Regions from separate parts of the Mus musculus genome. Here all the other regions are linked to region 1. A link is a contact called in public HiChIP or PLAC-seq and promoter capture Hi-C data. All regions are on one chromosome and are shown on one strand. Each heading gives the region's core, a stretch centred on a gene start, on an enhancer-like site or on the middle of the called end of the contact. The rest is flanking DNA. Distances are from core to core; before and after follow the strand shown. Region 1 holds the start of Aim2 (absent in melanoma 2). Region 2 holds the start of 4933439K11Rik (RIKEN cDNA 4933439K11 gene). Region 3 has its middle 14 kb from the start of Olfr417. Region 4 overlaps Ifi202b (interferon activated gene 202B). Region 5 holds the start of Slamf9 (SLAM family member 9). Region 6 holds the start of Spta1 (spectrin alpha, erythrocytic 1).

The links. Promoter capture Hi-C pulls out the DNA fragments that hold promoters and counts their contacts. HiChIP or PLAC-seq counts read pairs in DNA pulled down with a chosen protein or histone mark.
Region 2: an H3K27ac HiChIP or PLAC-seq map of embryonic stem cells shows a contact between it and region 1, with 10 times the contacts expected there. The contact joins the promoter of 4933439K11Rik here to the promoter of Aim2 in region 1. A contact is called at or near these places in 7 of 39 promoter capture datasets (the HPC-7 cell line, cranial neural crest, embryonic stem cells and 3 more), 3 of 484 Hi-C or Micro-C datasets (the HPC-7 cell line, bone marrow-derived macrophages and peritoneal macrophages), 5 of 115 datasets of contacts at active chromatin or transcription factors (embryonic stem cells, microglia and neural tube) and 2 of 9 other capture datasets (embryonic stem cells and liver).
Region 3: an H3K4me3 HiChIP or PLAC-seq map of bone marrow-derived macrophages shows a contact between it and region 1, with 4 times the contacts expected there. The contact joins the enhancer-like site here to the promoter of Aim2 in region 1. A contact is called at or near these places in 5 of 39 promoter capture datasets (the 3T3-L1 cell line, 3T3-L1-derived adipocytes, the C10 cell line and 2 more), 1 of 484 Hi-C or Micro-C datasets (bone marrow-derived macrophages), 1 of 115 datasets of contacts at active chromatin or transcription factors (bone marrow-derived macrophages) and 1 of 9 other capture datasets (liver).
Region 4: a contact with region 1 is called in an H3K27ac HiChIP or PLAC-seq map of the HPC-7 cell line, with 7 times the contacts expected there. The contact joins the enhancer-like site here to the promoter of Aim2 in region 1. A contact is called at or near these places in 3 of 39 promoter capture datasets (the 3T3-L1 cell line, 3T3-L1-derived adipocytes and the C10 cell line) and 2 of 115 datasets of contacts at active chromatin or transcription factors (the 230-238 cell line and the HPC-7 cell line).
Region 5: a contact with region 1 is called in an H3K4me3 HiChIP or PLAC-seq map of the 230-238 cell line, with 7 times the contacts expected there. The contact joins the promoter of Slamf9 here to the promoter of Aim2 in region 1. A contact is called at or near these places in 3 of 39 promoter capture datasets (the C10 cell line, embryonic stem cells and liver), 2 of 484 Hi-C or Micro-C datasets (the G1E-ER4 cell line and embryonic stem cells), 11 of 115 datasets of contacts at active chromatin or transcription factors (the 230-238 cell line, bone marrow-derived macrophages, embryonic forebrain and 6 more) and 1 of 9 other capture datasets (macrophages).
Region 6: a promoter capture Hi-C map of the HPC-7 cell line shows a contact between it and region 1, with 8 times the contacts expected there. The contact joins the promoter of Spta1 here to the promoter of Aim2 in region 1. A contact is called at or near these places in 5 of 39 promoter capture datasets (the 3T3-L1 cell line, the C10 cell line, the HPC-7 cell line and 1 more).

The regions. Positions count from the first base shown.
Region 1 is chr1:173,419,290-173,421,989 of GRCm38.p6, reverse strand. It overlaps Aim2 (absent in melanoma 2), which reads right to left and starts at 1,386. Exons shown (of 9, transcript NM_001013779.2): 1 at 1,304-1,386.
Region 2 is chr1:172,549,468-172,552,167 of GRCm38.p6, reverse strand. 4933439K11Rik (RIKEN cDNA 4933439K11 gene) reads left to right here and starts at 1,362. Exons shown (of 3, transcript NR_040558.1): 1 at 1,362-1,651.
Region 3 is chr1:174,353,515-174,356,214 of GRCm38.p6, reverse strand. No RefSeq gene overlaps it. Among named protein-coding and RNA genes, the nearest start is that of Olfr417, 14 kb to the left of the region's middle. Within about 2 kb of position 1,389, at least 10 of the 459 cell types and tissues checked have an H3K27ac peak or open chromatin away from gene starts, as enhancers often do. A contact at or near this core is called in the HPC-7 cell line and bone marrow-derived macrophages, where this site is marked.
Region 4 is chr1:173,976,196-173,978,895 of GRCm38.p6, reverse strand. It overlaps Ifi202b (interferon activated gene 202B), which reads left to right. Exons shown (of 7, transcript NM_008327.2): 2 at 1,459-1,631. The coding sequence starts at 1,512. Among named protein-coding and RNA genes, the nearest start is that of Ifi202b, 5.3 kb to the left of the region's middle. Within about 2 kb of position 1,280, at least 25 of the 459 cell types and tissues checked have an H3K27ac peak or open chromatin away from gene starts, as enhancers often do. A contact at or near this core is called in the HPC-7 cell line, where this site is marked.
Region 5 is chr1:172,473,973-172,476,672 of GRCm38.p6, reverse strand. Slamf9 (SLAM family member 9) reads right to left here and starts at 1,313. Exons shown (of 4, transcript NM_029612.4): 1 at 1,134-1,313; 2 at 199-540. The coding sequence starts at 1,176. It also overlaps the pseudogene Gm7804.
Region 6 is chr1:174,171,480-174,174,179 of GRCm38.p6, reverse strand. It overlaps Spta1 (spectrin alpha, erythrocytic 1), which reads right to left and starts at 1,404. Exons shown (of 52, transcript NM_011465.4): 1 at 1,219-1,404. The coding sequence starts at 1,239. Gm36196 (a long non-coding RNA gene) reads left to right here and starts at 1,399. Exons shown (of 3, transcript XR_373720.3): 1 at 1,399-1,627.

The sequences.
Region 1 (2,700 bases), core at 137-2,636:
TTCTTCAATTTTTAATATTTAAATGTATTTTATACATCAAACATATTAATAATATTGAGCATTTTGAGAATCAAATAGTCTGTAAAAATGTGTTCAACTTTTATATTGATATCCTTTCATACCCTAAAAATATCATTAATGAATATTTAATACAGGAGAACACAGTAAACAGCTATAAGCACTTAAAGAGGCAACACAAAAATCTCTTAAAGAATTACAGGAAAAAACAATCAAACAGGTAAAGGAAATGAACAAAATCATCCAAGATCTAAAAATGGAAATAGAGACAATAAAGAAATCACAAAGGGAGACAACCCTGGAGTTAGAAAACCTACAAAAGAGATCAAGAGTCATAGATGCAAGCATCACCAACAGAATACAAGAGATAGAAGACAGAATCTCAGATGCAGAAGATACCATAGAAAATATTGACAAAACAGTCAAAGAAAATGCAAAAAGCTCTTAACCCAAAACATCCAGAAAATCCAGGACACAATGAGAAGATCAAACCTAAGGATAATAGGTATAGAAGAGAGCGAAGATTCCCAACTTAAAGGGCCAGTAAAGATTTTCAACAAAAATATAGAAGAAAACTCCCCTAACCTAAACAAAAAGATGCTCATGAACATACAAGAAGTCTACAGAACTCCAAACTGGACCGGAAAAGAAATTCCTCCTGTCATAATAATCAAAACACCAAATGCACCAAACAAAAAAAGAATATTAAAAGTGGTAAGGGAAAAAGGTCAAGTAACATAAAGTCAGACCTATCAGAATTACACCAGACTTCTCCACAGAGACTATGAAAGCCAGAAGATCCTGGGTAGATTTCATATAGACCCTAAGAGAATACACATGGCAGCCCAGGCTACTATACCCAGCAAAAATCTCAATTACCATAGATGAAGAAACCAAAATATTCCATGACATAACCAAATTTACACAATATTTTCTCATAAATCCGGCCCTACAAAGTATAATAGATGGAAAACACCAACACAAGAGGGAAACTACACCCTAGAAAAAAGCAAGAAAGTAATCTTTCAAAAAAACTAAAAGAATATAGCCACACAGATATAATTCCACCTCTAACAACAAAAATAACAGGAAGTAGCAATCACTTTTCCTTAAATATCTCTTAGCAATCACTTTTCCTTAATATCTCTTTTCAGTTCCCCGCAAAAGACAGAATTGGATATGTAAACAGGACCCAGCATTTTGCTGTATTAGTTTCTTTTCTGTTTTGATAAAATGTCATGAACATTAGCAACATAGGGGAGAAGTAGGTTTTAATTTTACTTACAGGTCCATGAGGGTGGATTTCATCACGACAAGGAAAAAACCTAGCAGCTAGTTAAGGAAGCATGGCGGCAGACAGGACAGGAAGCAGGCAGGACAGGAAGCAGGCAGGTTGTGATTCTTGCTCAGACAAAGAAACAGAGTTACAAGTGAGACCGCCTATCACCTCTCACAGGCCGCCCTCAGTGACCCACTTCCTCCAATAAGGTTTCTCCAGTAAGTTCCTCCTTGTGAAAGTCCCAAGACCTTCCGGAGCCACCAGCCGGCATATATTCAAACCTCAACAGATACCATAGGAATGATCCTTCCCCCAAATTCCAGGGATTTAACTATGGAAATGGGAAAGCAGGATCCAATTGGAACTAGACTGAAATAAACTTGCTATTACCTAATAAAGTAAAGGAAATAGAGATTAAAAGCACATATAATTTTTAAAAGATGCCATGTCACTTGAACATTTGGGATTATGGAGTAACATTATCTGCTTGGCATTTCTTTCTTTTTTTTTTTTTTTTTTTTCTATTTGATTCCGTGTCTGATTTTTTTTTAATTGTTCTTTTGTGTTACTACCATGCTGGGTTTTTTTTTCCCCACATTTTTTTTATTAGATATTTTCTTCTTAGATTAAGGTTACTTAGAATTTTGAGCTCTGATGCTTTCAAGCTAACGTTACATCACAGGCTTTCTGTCATGCCATTATTCTCACCTTTTATCGAGAAATAGCTCCCTGGCCCCTATGTTTCTTCCCCCTTCAGCTAGAAATCAAAAGCCCTCTTCTAAATATAAATTCATGTCAATAAAACACCTACAGACCAACACACCCAGAAAATCAGAGTTCCTTTTAGGCTCAGTCTGGGTCAACCCTCTGAACAATATATTCTAATTCCTGCCACGGCCAAATGCACTTTCTTTTGTAAAGGTCTCAGTTGTGGTGCAATAAAAGATAACTTCTGTTCCTCAGTCAACTGAAGGTTTAGAACCAGGCTTCCTGCAGCCTTATTCTTTTCTAGAATACAGTCAATACTAATCCCTCTTTCTAACCTCAGAAACCCAGGACTCTCTTTCCTCTTAATTTACTGATTAGCAAAATGGTCCTAAAGCTTTCTCTAGAAAACTTCTGACATATCTTACTTACCTCAGGGGATTTTCTTCTCTCCAAAGCAGCCTTAGTTCTCAACTCAGGGACTGGTGTATGTCCTGAGAGTTCAAACCATCCGCCTCACAAAGATTTTCACTATGAGTAGTAGGACATGAAAATCATGAAAATCAGGTCTTGGGAGACAGAAAGCAGAAAGTACTCTCAACTATCTTCTTTCACTTTGAAGCTTGGCTAGTCCTGGCCCTATAGCTGAGTCCTAAACCCTGATGCTGGGGCAAAATAATTATATATTAAGGCTCTGC
Region 2 (2,700 bases), core at 113-2,612, 870 kb after region 1:
GATCAGAGTCACGTTGGAGAAGAGCAGATCTGTTAGTGCTTAAGTTTGAAGATGTGCAGCGCAGCTGTAGATTGAAACTCAAATCAGAGCCGTAAGCAATAACTTCAAACACAGGTGACCCACATATTCTCTGGGCCCGTCATCCAGCCTCCCGAGCCTCTGCATTTCCACTGGCTCACCTCAGAAAGAGGGGGACTGCAAGAGGGAGCCTGGATGTACCGAGATCTGTCCCATCACACAGTATCCCAGAACTGACCTGGCTCACACAGTCTTGACTTCTAAAAGATCGACCTGGTCTCCAGGGACGTGAGAAGGTTGACTGAATGTCATTGACTGAAGTGCCAGGAGGGCAAGCAGAGGTGAGAGGGAATCCCTTGTAAAGAGTGTGTGGAATCCTAATGACAGAGCTGAGGGAGAACCGAGAAGCCTTCACGCTAAAGGTATCTTCACAGCACGAAGCTCAGCTGCATCTCCATCTCACGGACCTTCATCTGGACTTCATGCTGGAATGTGGGGAAAGAGCGAAGAGTCTCGGCTCCTCTCCTATAGCATCCCCGTGGATGGGAGACAGAGCCAAGGGAAGGGACACTTAGCCCACGATGTGATGAGGTGTGCTGATAATAATCACAAGGTCCTGCTTGGTGGAGATGATGTTTAAAGAGAGACTGAAAAGGTTACTGATCATGATGAGCCGAGAGAGAGAGAGAGAGAGAGAGAGAGAGAGAGAGAGAGAGAGAGAGAGAGAGAACCCCTGAGGTGGCCAGAGCTGTGTCTCGGTGCTTGGGAAGTAAGCCAGGGTCCTGCCAGACACAATTCAGAAAAAATGAAACCAGGAGTGACAGCTGGTGATTATTTTTGAACAGAGTAGATAAAATCCTTGAGCACTAAACCTCTTGGAACCTTCGACTCGAAACCTACGAGAACTTCACTGGGATCATAGCCAGGTCCTCGGGACTGATTCTGCAACTCAGATTGATTGGCCTGAACCATGCGCCCCCATGTGTGGAGACAGATTTTGTGATGTATTAATCTCTATCTGTCCAGTGGGACCTTGGCTTTTGGACTTGTAGGAATAAAATTTGCTTTTGCTTCAATATTTGGACTTTCCCATCACGTATCTTCAAAGAGAAGCTGTGGTCCCCTCAACCCCCAGGGTGGTCCCAGGCCTGGCCTGCTCTAAACAACTGCCCAGAGAGGCTTTGGAAGAAAGCTTAGGTGTGGGGTTCAGAGCCTTTCCCACTAAGCCTGAACAGACAGGCCCTCCCTCTGCCCTCCCTGTTTGTTTCCTGTTGCCTGGATACCTGAATAAAGGACTGGATGAGAGAAGGTGGGGCTTGTCTCAGCTCAGCCAGGCCTGGCTGGAGAGGGAAGTGTTAACTCTCAGGGGAGCCATAAGCCCTGCCCAAGAGTAAAGAGGACGCCTCCCCTCCTCCTCCAGGTTCCTCCTTCCGATACTTCCCCCGGAAGCCTCTGCAAAGCCCAGTTTCCAGAACACCGGCACTGTCCCACGTAAGGCTCACCATGCAGAGTGGATGGATACAGAGAGCTTCCTTCCGTCTTATAGATTGTGCACCTGTTTAGCGCGGCCCCAAGACTAGGGCTGTGCATGTCACACACACGAAGACACTGGTGGACTGGGCTTTCTGAGCAGGTAGGTAGTGGGCGCCTTGTCTCTCAGGGAAAGCAAGCCAGGTTCTGCAACCATTTGCCTAAGGCTTACAAAGAAGACTGGAACGCCGGCAGTTCTCCAAGGTCTCCTCCAGCCATACGTTCTCGTGATTTGGTAGTGCTCATTCCCATTAGCCCAGACACAGACATTCTCCGGTAGCCGTGTAGGGGGAAAAATTCACGGACTCTGAGGAGTTTCTCCCAGGCCCTCCCTCCCTAGCCGACCTCCCTTCTTCACCTCCTCCTCTTCCTGGGAGGCTGAGAAAGTCACAGCTTCAGCTGCAGCACTGTCCCAGCACCAAAGTCATCAAAGCCACTGAGACAGTGGCCACCCTTTTGAAGAAGGATATTGGCACGAATGCAGGAGTTTGAGCCTCAAGAGCCGTGAGGACAAGGGCAAGAGCTGTGAGCGTTAAAGCAGAGGAAAGGGGTTGCACTCTTTAAGGATAGATAAATTGTGATTTCCTGGGATGCATCTCAGTGCACGGAGAGAGATGTGGGTCACTTTTCGATAGGAAGGGACCTGAGGTCTTGACTAAATAGTTGCCTTGACCACGGGAGCTTCCAGGCTTCACAAGAATGTAGCAGGAGGGGTGTGGTCGAAAGAACAGAAAGTGAGGAACTCTCTGTCCCTAAGCCTCCAAGCCTGTGTACCCAGACTTCTTGTCTGAGACTTCAGCGTCTTCTTTCTTCCATCACCTAAACAGCTGCCACCTTTCCTCACCCCCAAAACCCTGCAGAGCTTTGAACTCTGAGAGCCCCTTTCATCCGAGCCTATTCAAAGTGCTTTTACTGAGACCAATTAATGCCCAGCTGTGACCCAAGTCACACGCAGGGGTACTGAAGCTTTCAGGAGCACCAAAGGACATCCTGGCATCCCACTGAGTCAGGGACTATGTGGCTAGGCCACCAGAGCTGGCAGCACCCAGCTGGAGCAGTTGCAAAGGTTCAGAGACTGCCCCACCCCCACCCATCCCCCAAGCCACTGCAGAGCCTGGCAACAGGCTCACATGGGCAGGTAGGGCATGGAGC
Region 3 (2,700 bases), core at 140-2,639, 930 kb before region 1:
TGTGGAAACAGCTTACTCTTAAAGGTTTCCCTTTAGTCTGTCAGCAGATAAGACATGAGGTCTTGGCCTAGCCCAGAGTATTTGCATTTTAATAAGTGAATTGTGAATCCTACTCTTTCAGAACTGTGGTTACACTGTACTGTGACCAAAGCTAGCTCTGATTCGGAGTTGAAAAAAATGAGAGAGAGCTCTCAGTGGTGGCTCATGATGTAATCTCTATACTCAAGATGCAGATGTAGGAGGATGGCTGCATTTTTGAGGCCATCCTGGACTACAAGGTAAGATTGTCTCAAACAGAAACAAAAGCAATGACTAGGGCTGGAGAAACAGATCGGTTAGTGAAGTGTTTCCCTTCCAAGCATACAGGCTGTGTGATCTTCAGCATCCACATAAAAGCTGGGCACAATGGCACCCTACAATAACCCCAGGGATGACAGGTGGGCACCGAAGACCATTGAGGCTGTCTAGCTAAATTGCTAGATAAATCAGTGAGGTTCATGTCTCCAAAAATAAGATCATTATTGTAGAAAAATAAACCTGAATATTGACCTCTGGTCTCTCTGTAGCATACACACACACACACACACACACACACACACACACACACACACACACACACACACACACACACTCTACAAGCAATAGCAATAAAAAAGGAGGAAAGAAGATCTGTAGAAAGCCTTAGGGAGTGTGTGTGTGTGCATGCATGCGTGTGTACCTGTGACTGCTTGTCTCAGTAACAAGTTTAAGGAAGATATTTGTGGAAAAGTAAGCAGCCAAACACCCAAGGCACCAGGGCAGCCTTCCATGCTACAAACTGCCCTGCTTCTGGACATCATTTTGAATTTTATAATTTTTTCTCTTGACTTTGGCAAATAAATGCAAAAGCAGTTTTTGCATTTTCTCATATATCCCTGATTTTACAGAAAAGAAGCTGCCATGGGTATTGAAGGAGGGGCACTAGTTCCCTTTCTTGGAACTGAATCCTTCCATCTTTAGGTTTCAAAGAACAAGATCAGCAGCAGCTACAAGGGTCAGCACACTTGCACCTCACTCATGGTAGACTGTGTGTGTGTGTGTGTGTGTGTGTGTTTCATTTCATTTTTTATTGGATATTTTCTTCATTTACATTTCAAATACTATCCCCAAAGTCCCCTATTACCCCCACCCCTGCTCCCCAACCCACCCTCTCCTGCTTCCTGGTCCTGGTATTCTCCTGTACTGGGACATATGATCTTCGTAAGACCAAGGGTCTCTTCTCCCATTGATGACCGACTAGGCCATCCTTTGTTACATATGCAACTAGAGACACAGTTCTGGGGGGTACTGGTGTGGTTTTTAATCACTCATCACACTTCCACTTCGTTATAGAATGTTCCTATTTTGTTACTTCCTCATTTTAAAATCCTGAGTTGTTTTGGTTTAAAAATATCACTCTGTGTAGGCAATACATCGAGGTAGACCCAGCCTTAGGACTCTGGAATTTATGTAATTTTGGGATCTCTTCCTAAAAAGTGAATAAATAGAAAATTATGATTACAATATTAGGTGTTTCGATGATGACTTATTTGAAACAAGTAAATGAACCTCGACACACTAAAAGGAGCGAAACCTGGTAACACAAGCATGAAATCCAGGGAAGACTAAGTTGTTGCTCATAGACAGTCTTCCATAGTATTTTCCTTCTTCTACAAGTTTTTACTTTGTATTATTTGATCTTGTCTTTATTGGAGAATAATTTTCTAATACCACTTTAGCAGGGAATCTTCAAGTATAATTCATTCCTCTAGCATCCTTGATCAGTGTTTATTTTCCATTATTGCAGCTGGAGTGCATGGCAGTTGCAATTTCAACATGTGATATTATTGTTTGTAGAGTTGCGGGCTTATGCTCACACATGCAGGTGTTCTAATACATCTGGGTGCTTGAATCTCATCACGAAAGCTAAAATCATTGCGATGCATTTACAATTTTCTACTCTGTATGATTGAATAAGTTCTTTGTGAGTGTGCGGTGGGGGGAACTTGTATTTTCATTAGGCATTGAAAGAACTCAAATCTTATGCTAATGAAACTAGACATATCTGAAGCTTACATTTTTTAAAAAAGATTATCTTCTCAGGTCAAAGAATTCATTCTTGTCTTTCCATCTCTGCCAACAGATGTGCAACTCCCTACACTGACAGAAGTATCAGTCTGCAGGGTGTTGGTTGGCCTTCTATCTCTGAGCTGTGAAGGCAGGAGAGCCAGCTTTGGAGGAAGGTCTCACACCAACACTAGGAAGGACTAGAGTAGATCACTACACAGGAGAGCTACTTAAACCATCTATTGCAGTAACGCTGAGCTAAGCAGCTCTCAGCTAATGCTCTCCATGCACTTCCTCTCTCTCTGCTTCCTAGCTACCATGAGGCAAGTAGATCTGGTCTGCACACTTGCTGTGATGTTCTGCCTAATCACAGGCCCAAGGCCAGAGGGCAAACTGACTAAAACCTCACAAACCATGAGAAAAATAAAAGTTGTATATTTTTCAGTTAAGAGTACCTAGACATTTTCAAAACAGGAACAAAAAGTTTACTACCACAGACATCTTTGTTTTATTCTTTTTTTATTATTCATTTTATTCACTTACATTTCAAATGATATTCCCCCCTCCAGGTTACCCCTCCACAAACCCCTTCATCCTATTCCCCCTCTCTCCCTT
Region 4 (2,700 bases), core at 31-2,530, 560 kb before region 1:
AGTAATAGTGTCAGGCCTTGGGACCTACCCTTGACCTGGATCCCATTTTGGGCCTGTTGCTGGACCTTCTTTTCCTCAGGCTCCTCTCCATTTCCATCCCAGTAATTCTTTCAGAGAGAAACAATTATAGGTCAGGGGAGTGACTGAAGGATAGCAATCCCATCCCTCACTTGATGTCCTGTCTTTCTGCTGGAGCTGGGCTCTATAAGTTTCCTCTCCCTACTGTTGGGCATTTCATCAAGGGTCCCTCCCAGTGAGTCCTGAAAGTCTCTCACCTCCCTGGTCTCTGGTGTACTCTGAGTGATTCCCTCCACCCCCCTCCAACCTCCTAGTTCTTGAGGATGCCTATTTACATTCTTTCTGCAGGCCCTCAGGGCTTCAGTCCTTTTTCCTCACCCAATAACAGATCAGCCCCTCCCCCATCCACTTTCCCTCCCAAGTCCCTCCCTCCCTCCCTATTTATGATTGCTTTCTTCTCTGTCCCAAGTGGGACTGAGGTGTCCTCAGATGGGCACTTCAGCTTATTGAACCTTTGGAATTTTGTAGACTGTATCTTGTGTATTCTGTATGTTTTTTGTTTTAGTTTTGGTGTGTTTTTTGGCTAACATCCACTTATTAGTGACATACCATGTATGTCCTTTTCCATCTGAGTTACCTCACTCAGGATATTTTTAAGTTCCATCCATTTGCCCGCAAAAGTCAGGATGTCCTCGTTCTCACTAGCTCAATAGTATTACACAATGGAATGCTACTCAGCTATTAAAAATAATATCTTAATCAGAGAGAATGTTAAATGCAAAGACAAACACAACTAAAAGTTGTAATTGAAAAAGCTATCTGTAGTAAATGTCCAATACAATTATAACACACATTTCATCCCAGAAGAGCACTTACTCTCTGAACTAATGTAGTTACAGAGCAGTGTATTATATGTGTAGGGTGGAGAACATGGATTTGCAGGTGTGAGTAAGCCATGAAGGTGGAAAAGAGATCATGAATTGGATGGAAGAAGTCATAAGAGAGGGTAGAAATGGTAGGGGTGGGTGAATACATGTGATTAGAAAGCAGAAGTGGGGACAATCTTGTATAGAAAAGAGGAACCTAGCAAGTACTGGCAGTAGGGCATAAAGATGATATCAAAGAGTGAAATAATGAGAGCAAATTATTTAAAACATATATGCAAGCTGAGGTTTGGGATCTTTGTTAGGGTATACAGAATGTAGATGGTAAAGTTATCTGAAAATATGCCATCATTTCAGTGAAATATTAGAGAGCAAAGATCTGTGAAAAAAACTAAAGGAAAAACTGCCAGTAATCTCATGACTTTAAAATTAACTATCAAGGTATAAAGGAGAGCAATCTTTTTTTTTTCTTTTCTTTTCTTTTCTTTTCTTTTCTTTTCTTTTCTTTTCTTTTCTTTTCTTTTCTTTTCTTTTCTTTTCTTGTCTTTTTAAACAGAAGAACTCAATCAAAAAGTCTGTATCTACAGAAAGAGACATCTGTCCCAGGCAATGTCCAACCGTAACTTAAGGTCATCTACCAACTCAGAATTTTCTGAGGGTCAACATCAGACCCCTTCCAGTGATTCATCTGGCCATGGGGAGGATCAACCTCAAGCCTCTCCTGGACCTGTAAGTCAACTCAGATGCTTGCCAGGAATTCACTAAAGTCTCCCAGCCATTCCTCATCAACTATAATAATTTGCTGTTTCCATTATGAAGTCTTCAGAATGTAATCACAATGGTCATAATCTTGAAAGAGTGTCTCTAGCCTCCCTCTAATTTATTTCTTTAATGATTTCTTCATTCACCAGGTGTGTATTTTGAAACACTGATTGCATCGGTACCTTTTGTTGCATTATACCATGACATCAGAACTCTGCATGTAGCATATCAGAGTGGAAGTTAGAACATGAGGGCCTTAGGCACATCTACTTATTTGTAGTCATAGTAATGACAGTGATATAATTAGAAACATGTATAAGCCCATGAGAGTGTAACTTGATCTAATATTTATTTTGCTTTGGATGACGTCAGCTTTGTAAAGAAAATTTCTAAGAGGATTTGCATTTAGAAGATTGTTCCTTGATTGATCATCAATATAAAAAAACAACTAGAGATAATGAATATCACAGTTATAAGAAAGTGTTTATATACCAACATACCTTTAATTTTAAAATAAAATTTAGGATATTTTAAAGATTTATGTCTTATAAATTTATAAAAGAGTATTGAGGCAATAGATAGTATTTCAGATGTTGCAGTAGGTGGGAATGAACACAAAGACCCATAATTCAGACTTCAATAAGATGACTTCATCAAATCATTCTCCTCAAGAATCAGGGATGTGTATGGGAGACAAGGATGAAAGATTATAAGAGCCAGCGATGGTGGATGACTCCAAAGAAACATTGTCTTTCAGATAAACAAGACTAATTCACATATAAAATAAGAGACTGTGGCAACACACATAAAACAGCACAGATTCCATGCAGATGGGAACCTGGAACTATCCAAATCCCTCAATTAAAATTCATATAATGTTTAGGGGCTACATCAGTATTTGTGATTCTTTATTAAATAATTCATTATTGATTTAATGTCTAATTACAACAAACTCAGTTCCTCTTTCATTGAATATGCTTGATATGTGTGCATTAAGGTTCATTTTGTAGTCTTCACCAGAGTCCACAAATTTATT
Region 5 (2,700 bases), core at 64-2,563, 950 kb after region 1:
GCACCTCCATGGAAACAGCCTCAGTGTCCATTGCCTCCTTGTTCCTGTTCATTTTCCCTGTGGCTGAAGCTCAGGCACTGGAACAGACCACACTACAAGCAGTCTGCCTTCCAGTTTCAGCCTCTTAAGGCTTACCTCAGCTCCCGAGCTTCCATGCCAAGCTCAGGAAAGCCAGAATAAGGGGAGTCTTAAACTCACGGTAGACACGGAGATGGTAAGACTTCGTGATGTGGGACTCAGATGTCTTCAAGTTGACTTGGGCGTTGTAAAGCCCTGAGTCTTCCCAGGTCAGATTGCTAATATGCAGGGAGTAGCTGGACTCAGAGATGCTCACTCTGCCCCGGTATCGAGGATCCACTGCCATGATAACGGCTGGCTGTCCCTTTTTGCCTGGCTTCACGATGGCAATGTTGTTTTGAAAGAGCCAGTCTATGTGCTTAATTTCTTCATTGGATGGTATTTCCAGAGAGAGGTTGATAGACTCTTGCAGGACACCAACCACTTCCTCAGGATCCTCATCATCTCCAGAAAACCCTTTGGCTGAAAAAGAGATGCATACAGCCTGGCTGATATCTCTTGGTGGCTGCAGTTAGGTAACAGAGTAGCTATGACTCATCTGCCTCTGAGCACCTTCTCTAGCTCTATGCACCATCGTAGGACTCTCTAGCTACCTCTTGTAGTTCTAGATTTCCACTGCACCTGAGTTGATCAAGGATCTGGGAGGGGGTGGGGTCAGGGAGGGGGAAGAGATGGTCCCCATTGATCTCTTCACCATTTCCCTTCTTTTTTGTCCTTCTGGAACTGCAACCCCATGCATGTCACCCAGATATACCCTCTCATCCTGCTCAGAGGCCATAACCCACTCCTTGGAGTTCAGAGTAGAAATTCCCCCAACCTAGCCTGAGATTCAGCTACATCACATGTAGGCATGCATTCAGCACAATCCACATCAATGTACAACAGTGATACATGCACACCCATGTTTATTGCAGAGCGAGTCACAATCATCCTTTGGTGCCCCATCAACAGAAGGGCTGACACACTCATCCCCAAAGGAAGGGTCTTGCCAGCCTAAGGCCAAGTGGAACAGAGGGTATAAAGACAGTCTTATACAGGAGCAGGGAGCCACTCACCTTCCTGAAGCAGCAGCAGGAGTGACCACAGAAGGGCCCCCATATTGGCAGCTCTTGCCTGGGAAGAGTGACTTGGTCAGCTGGCTAGGCTGTGGAAACACAAGCTGGTAAGGGGTCCATAGAGGCAGAATGACTGGTTGATACTGGCAGGAAGCAGAGAGGGAAATAATTCTCCCTCCAACTTCCTCTGTACACATTAAACTCCTCCCTGGCCCTCATGGAAATGTGCCTCTCCTCCGTCTAACAGTCAGATGATGTAAGCCACTGTCTCAGATTGCCCATCCCCCAAACCAAACCCAAATCTCACTTCCTAATACAGACTTTGACTTTTCTATCTCCAGCCAGCTGCATGCCCAGATCCCGTAGAAATCACATATGCACGTGCTTCGAACTACCCAGCTGTCGGCCCTCTGAACACTCTCGCCCACCCCCTCAGTATTTTCTATGCTGCTGTGATCTTTATCTCCCCTGAGAGAGTCTATCTTTTATTTCCACTGTTATGTTTCACTGTTCCTAGCCCCTGCTAAACGCATCTTCATGGCATTAGAAAAGATGAGCGTGGGAAGTCTTCTATTTAAAGCTATTTGTATTCCCATTTGTGATGCTGTCTTCCATCCACCTTTCTGCTTTGCCTGGTGTCTGCAAACAGTTTTGACCACTCAGTGCTACTGCCATCTGATTCAGTGGCATGAGCGGTGCAGACTAGTCCCTGGAGTGTCTGAACATCAAGTCTTCACTGGGAACTTCTGGTTGGGCACAGAAGACACCTGCAAACCTCCAGTCTGCCACCTTGGCCAAGGAGCAGTGAACTCAGGAGCAGGTATAGTCCTTCCACACTGACAGATTTTTGTAGTCACAGCCTTTTCGGCTACACTTGTTTTTCCTTCTCCATCTCTTCAGGCTCCCTATAGGAGTAGAGATTAGACATGACCTGATGAGAACTATGGGTGCTCCCCAGAGATGGTGTCACATGTGTGCAGAACTTCCCAAGCCAACATCCACCAAGTAGGATTCACTGGGTGAGTACCCTTGTTGCATGCAATGTCAATGTCAATAGTACTGAGGAGAATGTGCGTTACACAGAGCAACGGCAGACAGGTTGACATAAGACACCTTTGTGATGGGCTGGGGATCAGCTCTGGGATTGGTGACTAGCAAAAGCCATCGCTTCCTGAAGTCCTCTTAGTTTGAGTAATGAAAGTCTTTTGCAGGAGCAAAAGTCAGGACAGCTAGCTGGCCCCAGGGGTTCCTGGAGGCAATGAAGTTGACATCAGCAGGATTCCCAATGCCAGTAATGGCTGGAGCTGAAAGCAGCAGCATCTCCCAGCTCCTCCTAGGGTTTTTGTTTGTTTGTTTTGTTTTAACGTAAATCCTCTCACTTTGTCTTTTGAAGATTTACTGTTCCATAAGGAAGACAAGATTGGTGCCACCTAAGAGGGTTCTTACTGCAAAGAATTTGAGGACATCCTCCTTCTCCACTGGCAGGATATCAAGTGTTCCAGAAACTATGTGAATTTGGTTTTTGTTTTTGTTGTGACATGAATTGAGAGGGACATCACATAGGCCC
Region 6 (2,700 bases), core at 155-2,654, 750 kb before region 1:
ATCCCAAGGCTTTCATCCATATTGAATCTATGTTCACAAATTATTAAGCCTATTAATTCATACGGTTATTGGGTGCTGTATAACTGTATAATTTTAAACTATAAATAGCTATTTTTAGATTCTATAGAGAGAAGAAATTTGGACTGCTGAAGCAATGCCACAGAATGTCAGATATACATACATACATTATATATATATATATATATATATCCCAGTACAGGGGAACGCCAGGGCCAAGAATTGGGAATGAGTGGGTAGGGGAGCAGGGCGGGAGGAGTGTATAGGGGACTTTTGGGATAGCATTTGAAATGTAAATGAAGAAAATATCTAATAAAAAATTGAAAAAAAAACTTGGTGCCACAACATTCACAAAAAAAAAAAAAAAAAAACGGGGGGGGGGGGAAATGGTAATTTATACCCTTCAAAGGCTAAACAACATTGATAAGTGCTGGTTATCCTGTAAGTTTAAGGAACAGTCAGATGGTTTGTAATTGCTTTAGTGAATCACACACATAAACCTGAGTACTTTTCCTTTTTAAAAGTCTAGATCATGTATTATGTACTCTTCTAATTTGATTTACTAAAAAAAAAAAAGCTGCTTAAAAGAAAATCTAAATGTAACCTGTCTTCTCACTTGTCACAAAGTATAAATCATTAATGTTTTAATAATTGGATTTTGGAATATAAAATATTTATTATTAATCAACACAAAATCATGCTTTAATTTAAAGAAATCCAGTTTTTGTGTAACAATATTTAGAAAAAAATTCCATAGAGACATTTCTATAGTGCATTGCTCTCCTTACATCTTCTATCCAAAATATGCAATACCGTTTATATTTTGATGTTACTTTATTTTCTAAATATAGTTTTTTTATAGACAGTAATTCCTGAGATGACTCTAAAATTAAGTCATTCCACAAGAGCACAATTTTTAGTGGGATTATTTGGTTTCAAATTACCTAGTAGTTTTCTGAATATCTGACTTGAGCAAGTAATTATTAAAATTATTATTATTAATTATTATTATTATATAGTTGTAAAGTTCTACATTATTTTTAGAAGTGAAACCTTCATAAAAGAATTAAAATCAAAACTCTTTGCTACGTTAAAATCAAATAAGTGTAATTTTTAACGACCCTGTGAGGATGGAATGGAAGGCTCAGAGGAGACAAGCTTTCCTAACTTCATCAGGAATGAGAATTCGTCTGTACTCACAGTTTCCTTTGGAGTTTCCATCTCTGCTCAGCTCAGTCTAAGGCTTTGCAAGATGAAATGTAGCTAAGAGAGAAAAATAGTTCTTTGAATGTCCAGTCCACTTCAAATAGGAATGTCAGAAATGTGAATGTGGCAAAGGCCCAGAGGAAAAAAAGAGTTTTAGAGTCCCGCCAAGCGTAGACAATCTGCATTATCTCCAGGGGACATATTCAGTTGAGGCAGCTGCTGACTTCCACACACAAGGTGACTCAGCAGTTTGGGGGGCTGTGGCTCTCTGGACCTCAGTAGGTATTTTACAAAGGAAAGGAAACAAAGTTTTCAGATGCAAAAGTTTGGAGGAAAACCAGTGACATTTGAAAGGCAAGTGCCTGTATTGGGCTGTGTTTTACTCAGTCACAGAGCTTATAAGGTAAGAGAATTTAAAAATCAGGAAGAAATTCCAGGTTTCCCTTTCTTCTGATTTCACACTGGAGAACTGAGGGAATCAGAGGAGACATGTTTCTCTCTTTCACCCTTCCTTCCTTCCTTCCTTCCTTCCTTCCTTCCTTTCTTTCTTTCTTTCTTTCTTTCTTTCTTTCTTTCTTTCTTTCTTTCTTTCTTTCTTTCTTTCTTTCTTTCTTTCTTTCTTTCTTTCTTTCTTTCTTTCTTTCTTTCTTTCTTTCTTTCTTTCTTTCTTTCTTTCTTTCTTAAAATTATTTAACCTTTTTTTTTTTTCACTCCAGATTTTATCCCCCTCCAGGTCCACCTTCTGACTGTTCCACATCCCATATCTCTTTGCCAACCCATCCACTGGTCATCCCATTTGCTTCTGTTGCTCCTGCCTTTGTGCCTGTGTCTCAGAAATCAATGGCAAGACCTATGTCATGAAGCTTTACCCCAGGTTTCCTCCTAACAGTTTTACATTACACTTAAGTCTTTTGTATGATGAAGACACAATTTTGTTCCACAACATCCAGTCCTGCCAATTAAGCCACTGTGGTGTGTGTGTGTGTGTGTGTGATTATAAGGAATTAAGGGTTTTGTAATTATTATGAGATGGCATCAGAAAGTAGAGCCCAGAACCATAAATTTTGATGGCCTAAGAGAAGACTGGTTAAAAGGAGGAGGGAAATCATGAAATGAATGGTTTTTACAGGAGGAGTCTTCTGTGCGTGGGTGGGGTGATTTGGAGGGCTGTCCCTCTGGGCCTTGTTTATCAGCTCTGGGCAGAGCTGTACGCATAAGGCAAATCAGCCCTGAGCAGCTGCTTCAGCCTGGCTCACAGCTCAGGACAAAGTGAGGCATTTGATGTCCTGCTCTTGGGCTCAGGGAATCCAAGAGCTTCAGAAACAAAAATGTACAGTTTCCATACTGTAAGCATATTTTGGAGTCAATAAAGACAGATACAATAACTTTAATGCAAAATTAGTATTTCCCAAAGAATAGAATCTATCATCAATCTAGTCTCTAACGATTTTGCCTTTGTTTTGCTGGAGCTACTTC